3 separate regions of the Mus musculus genome follow, and regions 2 and 3 are each linked to region 1. The links are chromatin contacts, called in public HiCAR-type maps. All regions are on one chromosome and are shown on one strand. Each heading gives the region's core, a stretch centred on a gene start, on an enhancer-like site or on the middle of the called end of the contact. The rest is flanking DNA. Distances are from core to core; before and after follow the strand shown. Region 1 has its middle 240 kb from the start of Gm40217. Region 2 has its middle 53 kb from the start of Gm29922. Region 3 has its middle 73 kb from the start of Gm40217.

What was found. HiCAR-type assays count read pairs that join an accessible place to other places.
Region 2: a HiCAR-type map of fibro-adipogenic progenitors shows a contact between it and region 1, with 5 times the contacts expected there. The contact joins two enhancer-like sites. A contact is called at or near these places in 1 of 15 datasets of contacts at CTCF or cohesin (the NIH/3T3 cell line), 3 of 484 Hi-C or Micro-C datasets (adipose-derived mesenchymal stem cells, embryonic fibroblasts and nephron progenitors), 3 of 115 datasets of contacts at active chromatin or transcription factors (embryonic stem cells and fibro-adipogenic progenitors) and 1 of 9 other capture datasets (embryonic stem cells).
Region 3: a HiCAR-type map of fibro-adipogenic progenitors shows a contact between it and region 1, with 5 times the contacts expected there. The contact joins two enhancer-like sites. A contact is called at or near these places in 1 of 39 promoter capture datasets (the 3T3-L1 cell line), 1 of 484 Hi-C or Micro-C datasets (embryonic fibroblasts) and 1 of 115 datasets of contacts at active chromatin or transcription factors (fibro-adipogenic progenitors).

The regions. Positions count from the first base shown.
Region 1 is chr4:105,553,873-105,556,468 of GRCm38.p6, reverse strand. No RefSeq gene overlaps it. Among named protein-coding and RNA genes, the nearest start is that of Gm40217, 240 kb to the right of the region's middle. Within about 2 kb of position 1,283, at least 17 of the 459 cell types and tissues checked have an H3K27ac peak or open chromatin away from gene starts, as enhancers often do. A contact at or near this core is called in fibro-adipogenic progenitors, where this site is marked.
Region 2 is chr4:105,897,058-105,899,653 of GRCm38.p6, reverse strand. No RefSeq gene overlaps it. Among named protein-coding and RNA genes, the nearest start is that of Gm29922, 53 kb to the right of the region's middle. Within about 2 kb of position 1,298, at least 19 of the 459 cell types and tissues checked have an H3K27ac peak or open chromatin away from gene starts, as enhancers often do. A contact at or near this core is called in fibro-adipogenic progenitors, where this site is marked.
Region 3 is chr4:105,244,550-105,247,145 of GRCm38.p6, reverse strand. No RefSeq gene overlaps it. Among named protein-coding and RNA genes, the nearest start is that of Gm40217, 73 kb to the left of the region's middle. Within about 2 kb of position 1,310, at least 139 of the 459 cell types and tissues checked have an H3K27ac peak or open chromatin away from gene starts, as enhancers often do. A contact at or near this core is called in fibro-adipogenic progenitors, where this site is marked.

The sequences.
Region 1 (2,596 bases), core at 34-2,533:
CCAGATAGGGGATAATGAGAGAGAAGGAAGAGATCTTAAGAGAGTCAGGAAGTAGAGTAAAGGCATTGATGTAATAAGAAAGCAGAATGGAGAAATAACTGGAGAAGCAAATGGAAGAAGAAACATGGCCAGGACAGCAGGAAGGGAGAACGAATGTGAACGTGGTATAATAAATGACATCTAAGATTCACAGTTTTATGCAGATGGTTCTTTTGGTGTTTTGGTGTTTTTTTTCTGTTTTGTTTTTTGGTTTTTTGTTTTGTTTTGTTTTGTTTTGGCAGGCTCATTCATATGTGTGCATTCTGCCAGGAAACTGACTGACTGCAGGTCTCAGATGGCCTCACTTGCATATCCAGCATTTGGCACCAGCTGTCAGCTAAAAACAAGTTAATTTCTCTCAATGAGAGGGAAATTGTGTCTCCAACAGATATTTGGCAAGTGTGTAGATAATTTCTATTGTCACCGCTATGTGGAAGAGGACAGAGCATACCATAATACACAAATCAGCCTCCCACAAGAGTAAGATACCTAACCTAAAATGTCAATAGTGCTGAGAAGCCCAGAGACAAGTACATTTACATAAAATGTCTTCTTTAGTGTTTACAATAACCATAACAGAAGAGTGACACCCCCATTATCTACAAATAAGAGAGTACCGCTGTGAGGAGGTAAGTCGTCAACAAGAGCTCACAGTAGCAAAAAGGGAAGCTGGGCCTAAATGTGCACATATGTGGGTTCTTAACGAACACAACAGAGCTATACATCCCCCTTGGAATGTTGACCTGCATAGAAGATCCAGTTTTCTAAATAGTAAGATACAGCCAGGCAACAGTCCAAGCTTCCCATCTAAGTTAAGGTATGGTGGCACACACCTAATATTCCAACACTGGGAGACTAGAGAATTTCAGTGGGTATCAGGCTATACAATGAGCTCAAGGCAAGCCTGAGGAGATGTGGGAAGGCATGATGCTTACCTGTTCTCCCTCAAGACAGTGCTGCCAGTATCTGGGGGGAGCCCCTCCTTACCTCCCAAGTCATCTGTTCTCCAGAATCAACGGCTCCAGATTTGGAATCTCACTCACGGGAAGCTATTCCAAGTCATCTCATGAATCTATTGTCCAAATCCTCGTTAAAGCAGCACATGAAATGTTGTTCCAGGAAACAAGTGTGATGATTCAGACGTACATGTACATCAGTGAGAATGGGACTGGCCAGTGCCCCATCAGCTCACTGCACTCCCAATAAGCTAGCTCGGGACCACAATTCGCTAGTTGGCAGACACAGAACACCATTGCCTCACACTGTCATTAAATCTCAGCACTTTGTTTCACACAGGCATCGAAAAGCCTTCTCTCTCTACTCTGACCTCCCCTTGGCTGCTTGGACTCAACTCACACACTTAACGTCATTTATTTTATTTTGAGATTACACAATTCTAAGTGCTTAGGGAGTGCGTTTCTGGGTATTCCACATGCTCACTGTTGATTGTAGAATACAAATAGTAAATCTCTTGGTAGAGGGGTCACTCAGGTAGGTGATAGAAACAAATGAAAAGTAATCAGGTGGGATCCAAACCTGTGAGGCAAGATCTCTGGTGATCTGGGAATTTAGAAGACAGCTTTTCTTAGTTTGACCTAACCACTGTCATGCAAAAATGAAGGCCAGAGTTTATAGGTCTTCCGGCAAAAGAAAGAAAGAAAGAAAGAAAGAAAGAAAGAAAGAAAGAAAGGAAGGAAGGAAGGAAGGAAGGAAGGAAGGAAGGAAGGAAGGAAGGAAGGAAGGTTGAAAGTCTGTATTTTTACTGGATATACTCCATCTTTCATTGTTGGCCCCTAATTCACAAAATTTTAACATACACTATTGGCCATAAAAATAATAACAATAAATAAAAGAATCTGTAGACTGGGTTCAGTTCACGACAGGCTTCAAGTTTGCAAACTTCTCCTGTGGGGATTAAGGACTTGCTCAGCACTGGTTTTAATCAGACAAAAATGTAAAATGACTTGCATTATCTTAGATTTAAAACCATAGCATTTATTTTCACTACTCCCCTGTTAATCACAGGCTTGATACTTTTAAAGCCAAAAGAATCTTCAGGGTTACGCTGTTTAGTTTTTTTTTTTGTTTGTTTGTTTTGTTTTGTTTCACAAAGGAGGAACGTGTGATTCAGAAACAAGAAGTCATTTGAATTTTAGATAAATTTCTGGAAAAACAATTCTAAAGACTCAGATTTCTGGAAGTGGAAGGACCAAGTCTTGGTTTCACAACATGAACACTAGTGTTGTTTTACAACAGTTCTTGGTTAGGGGGTGAGCTTTTGTTAGGTGACCAAACACTTAACAAGAAACCACTTAGAGAGGAAAGATTTATTTGGGCTTACAGTTTGAAGAATTCTGATCCATCAAGGCAGGGAAGGTATGGAGGTGATCCTATCTGATCCTTGGTGGCAGCAGCAGGAGACAGCTGGGTTTCTTACATTCCAGTGGGAAAGGATGAAGGGAGGCAGTGCTGGCATTCAGCAGGCTTTCTTGTTCTCCCTTTGTGTACAGCCTAAGATGCTAGCATCAGCTTGTGGGGTGCTGCTGCCCACATGAAG
Region 2 (2,596 bases), core at 49-2,548, 340 kb before region 1:
CATGGTAGAAGAATGTAGAGGTTGGAAAGATGAGGCAGACAAAGAAATGCAGAGGCTTCTAAACTCAACCAGTAAGGTGTCAAGGATGTCAACTGATCCCAGGAATGTCCTCACAAGAACACAGATATAGGCTCAAGGCGTGAAGCAAAGCACAAGGAGTGGCAGATCACAGGTGTTTGGCCACATCTTCATGTAATTCGCTTATGATTTTGGGGTCTACTTGAGCCCCATGTCCTATCATCTTCCAGACTGTGAAACCCCAACATTATGGCCTGGTAGAGTAGACATTTGGTTTGTGATAACCCTCCAGCTCTCATGGTAATGTGGACATGGTTAAGGGGCCTAGCAAACACATAAGTAGATGCTCACAGTCAGCTATTGGATGGAGCACAGCGCCCCCAATGGAGGAGCTAGAGAAACTATCCAAGGAGCTAAAGAGATCTGCAACCCTGTAGGTGCAACAACATTATGAACTAACCAGTAGCCCGGCGCTCTTGACTCTAGCTGCATATGTATCAAAAGATGGCCTAGTCGGCCATCGCTGGAAAGAGAGGCCCATTGGACTTGCAAACTTTATATGCCCCAGTACAGGGGAATGCCAGGGCCAAAAAAATGGGAATGGGTGGGTAGGGAAGTGGAGGGGAGGGTATGGGGGACTTTTGGGATAGCATTGGAAATGTAATTGAGGAAAATATGTAATAATAAAAATATTAGAAAAAAAAACAGTAACAAGCCTGAGAGATAGAGATGGAGAGAAAGGGACAAGGGGGAGAATGGTTTGAAAGGAGTAGGCATGATACCCCCAGGGAGAAGTAGAGGCAAGTTCAGGAGCACTGGTCCAAGACAGATGAAGCCAATAGGAATGATAGAATCATTGAGTTACAATCTTGGGTGGGATAATAAGACACATTAAAATGTGTTGAGTGTGGAGAGGCTATTAGAAGTAGTATTTATGTTATTCAGAGAACAGCTGTAGACAGCATTTGGTGGTCAGAGGAACCTGCTAGTGGACATACCACTTGGTCTGTGATGAGGCTTGAAGGAATGAGAAAGGGATGTAGAAAAGCCATTGAGGGAAAAGGCCAAAATCCTGCAAATAATGCAACTTGGCTCCTGAGTTTGATTCACTATGGAGGAATTCACCCAAGGCCATTGGCCAACTGGAAGAGCCCAAAGGTCAAGGGCTGCACATTTTTTCATAGAGTTTCTCATTTATTTGAGCTTAAATGAGGCTAAATTCTTAGGGGAAATGAGCACATGCTAAGCATCTCCAAAACCAGGAGGCTTCATAGCCAGGAAACTACGTTGGTCCGATAGTAATACCAATGACTAATACAATACTCTTAGGTCTCCTGTGGTCTGAGTCCCAGGAATCCGAGCTGGCAACAACACAAATAGATGAAGGCAATTATGCAAGAGGTACCTCTGTGACTATCCCTAGAAAAATGATGAGAGGAGTTCCCACTGCAGTGGCCTTATCCACCTATTAGATAGATGTAAATTATCCTGTATGTGGTTAGTCTGGGCTACATCGTAACGATAGCTCTTTAACCACCAACCCCTCTTACTGGTTCTCCAAACACCTTGCTTTATCTTTTTGATTTACCTTTGCTGGGTCCAGACTCAGGACAAGTCATTTTGTAAGGATCCTATTGACCTTTTTAGTTCCAGATAGAAGTTTCTGCTACTGGAATGCTCCATCTTCCCTTGTTCTCCACAGCAACTGGGAATGCTTAATTGTCATAGTTGGGACCTTACAAAGAAACATGAATGGACTTGTTTTCCCCCCTTTATCTGACTGGACTTTCAAATAGAAAATTCAATATAATTGAGTTTGCAGATAGGAATTCCTAAGCTTCTACCACTGGGCCTTCTTGGCCAAAGGACGATCAGCCTATTGTGATAGGGAAATCATGGTGGCAGGAGCTTGAGACAGCTGGTTATATAGCATCCACAGTGACGAATGATGATGTTCAGCCAGCTTTTCCATTTTTATCCAGTCTAGGAATGCAACCCCATGGAATGGTGCAGACTACAGGAATAGTCTTCCCATTCAATTTACTTAATCTAGTTATTAATGGCTTTCAAGTATGCCCAGATCCTAGGTGATTCTAGATCTTGTCAGGTTGACAATCGATATTAACTATCACACTACAAAACGCGAGCTTGCTGGATATCTTAGAAAATGATCTCTTTGGTTGGCTTTTTTCCCCAATATCTTTTACAGGTGCAATATTAGAAGGAATATAAGTTACAGAGGTAAACACAAGTGGATTCAAATCCAAGGTCTACCAGTTGGTTTGTTCTTAATTCATTTAACATCTTTGAGATGACTTATTCTTTTACAAAATTCAGTGATTAATACTGATACTAGTGGGTTATTGTAAGGACTCGGGGGCCCAGTCTACATAAATCCAGCTCAGCTGGATGTCTCAACACTTACTATGTGCCATTTTGACACTAGTGCACATGGAGGATTCACTGCAAATTATTTTGAAAGTCAGGGAAAGTAGAAGTATGGTCTTGGGTAAATGTACCTTCTTCCTAGTTAGAAGATGAAGGAAGAGAGATGCAAATGGCTGGGCAATTCTGGTCT
Region 3 (2,596 bases), core at 61-2,560, 310 kb after region 1:
TTTTCTCCTCTGTAAATAGTGCCTGTTTAGTTGACTTATTACCACAAAGAACAAAGGATTCTAAAATACACGAAGGCCCATTTTTAAGTGCTAAGGGAAAATCACTTTCATAGGGGTGACCATTATTAGTAAGAAAAAAGGAACTTCTATATTCCCAATTCTCTCACAGTTTCACACATATATATATAATGGGCTTTGATCATATTCACCCTCATTTTCCTTTTACCCCTCTCCACCTCCGATTGAACTTCTTCTCAACAAGTTTGGTGTGTGTGTGTGTGTGTGTGTGTGTGTGTGTGTGTGTGTGTGTGTGTGAGAGAGAGAGAGAGAGAGAGAGAGAGAGAGAGAGAGAGAGGCGGGGGGGAGAGAGGGGAGGAGAGGTTTATTTACCTAAGCAATGACAACTATTTTTAAAATTTAAAAATATAGAAAGTCAAGTCTTAATGAGATATCAAAAAACAAACACCACTAGACAGAGCCCAGGGGAAAGGGCAGTACACCTGATGCCCGAGGTCCAGCCCCAGTCTCACGACATTCTTATGCTGTGATCTTAAATAATTAGTAAGCCTCGCTGGTCTCCACTTATTTCTTAGTAAAATGAAGGGGTGAGCCCTCCCCAAGGGCCTTCTAGTTCCTATATTCTGTGGGTACCGGGACCTCTGCCCCTTTGCACCTGTTCCTTCTGGGGTTGAACCACGTGTGGCCAGGGAAAGTCGATTTCCTTAGTGGATTTCTCCGAATCATATACATACTTACCTTCCTACTTTGACCTATCCTTTGTTTGCCTTGCTGTCTCCCTAATCCTCCACACTGAGCACTTCTAGAGGGCATGGCATGGATGGATTAATATAAAAGGTTAAGAGTAAGGAAGGCAGATGGGGTCCATTTTGAACTTTGGCTCCCACTATCTTGGTGATGTTGGATAAGCCACTTCAAGCCTCCAAGTCTCGATTGCTTCGACTAAAAAGAGACAGCAATATGTGAATCACGGGCATCTGAGGAGGAACATTAATCCGATTGCTGGAACAGACACAGGAAAGGGCTGGGAGTTGTCTTTCCAGAAACGTGAGGTGTGGCTGAAAATAAGAATACCGTGTTGGTAAAATGCATGCAACGGAGTCGATCCGCTTGGAAATGCCAAACTCCACCGACCAGGCATACCCCCATAATAAACTACCAGGCACAAAGATATTAAGCTTCAACCATCCTGGCAGCGACTGAGGGACACCACTAGCTACCCCCATGGCCTTGGGCGGAGCCTGTTCCGCCCGCCCGCCCACTAGGCGGTCTCCACGCCCTGCCTTTCTCAAGCCGCGAAAAGGAGGAGCTGGAGCTCTTGTGCAAAATCCCCTCAGCTGTGATTGCACCCCAGACAAAGACACTGCTACAAAAGCAGACTGTATTTGCATTCTAAAGTCACGCGGCCGAACTCAGAAGCCCAGGATGAGATCCAAGCAGTCGAGGACAATAAAGGCTTCTCTGTCCACCTGGCAGCCTGGCAGGACACAGGCCTAGGACAGACAGGCACTCAGGGCGACGGGAGGATCCCTGCAGCCCAGGGATCCCAGCGGTCTTCCTAGGGAAAGAGAGGTTCTCTAGGTGGGAGAAGGCAGAGAGCCAAGGCGTCAGGAACTGCCCGAAATGCTGGGTCCTCACACAGTAAGAAGTGCCACGCGAGCCTATTGCAGGGAAAAGAAAACAAAAGGAAAGTCAGATGTTCTTAGGGGAATCTGTGTTTATTAAAACCGACGATAGAGAAATAAGTACTCTGCCCAGGGCCTCAGAAACAGCCCTGTCACGACCTCTTTCCATCCCTCTATCCCTCTCCTTTTGCAGCTTCAGGTCCACCCGCTGCCACAATCTAATGGGCGAGTGTACCTGTCACACACAAAGCTGGTCAGTCCAGTTCCTCTATCCATTGTCACCTGAATCTGAAGGACAACGAGCAGAAGGCACGCGGATTTGCCGACTATTACCAACAGATTCTCCAGACCACGGCAGAGTGGGTCCTCATGCTATCAAATAGTCCAACTTTACAGAGCTTTCTCTCTTGCTACTCGGAGCTACTGTGTTCCATGGTCCTTGTTCTCAACCTCCAAAACCCTCTTCTCCGCCGTTGCTCATCTTGTTCTTGTTTGATTGCAGACATGGATGCAATCAATTAGACCAGAACTTCAGAAACTCTTCCTCACCCACTGCAAACCTGCCCTCCACCCCCGCCCCACTCCTGGAACCCCCTGCTTTCCTCTGGTGCAATCTCAGCATTATTTTCATGGGTGGAATAACCATAGGGCTTTTAAACATTACTTTCCCGTCTCTGAGTCAGTTTGCTCAGCAGACAAATATTATCTCATCTCCCTCATCTTTAAGAGGAAATTGAAACAAGAACGAGACCAAGGCGAACCGTCTCTTTTGACTCGCTATGCCTCTTTTCCCAGTTACTTCGCAGCTCTCAATCCCTGTGTTTTGGATAACCATGCCAATAATCTTCATCCACCTTCAGAGGAACAATTCTGTAAAAATGCTGTAATATTAGCCCATTAAGTTGTAATATAAGCCCTTAAGTTGGCCAAAGCCTTCATTATTAGTTTAAGTT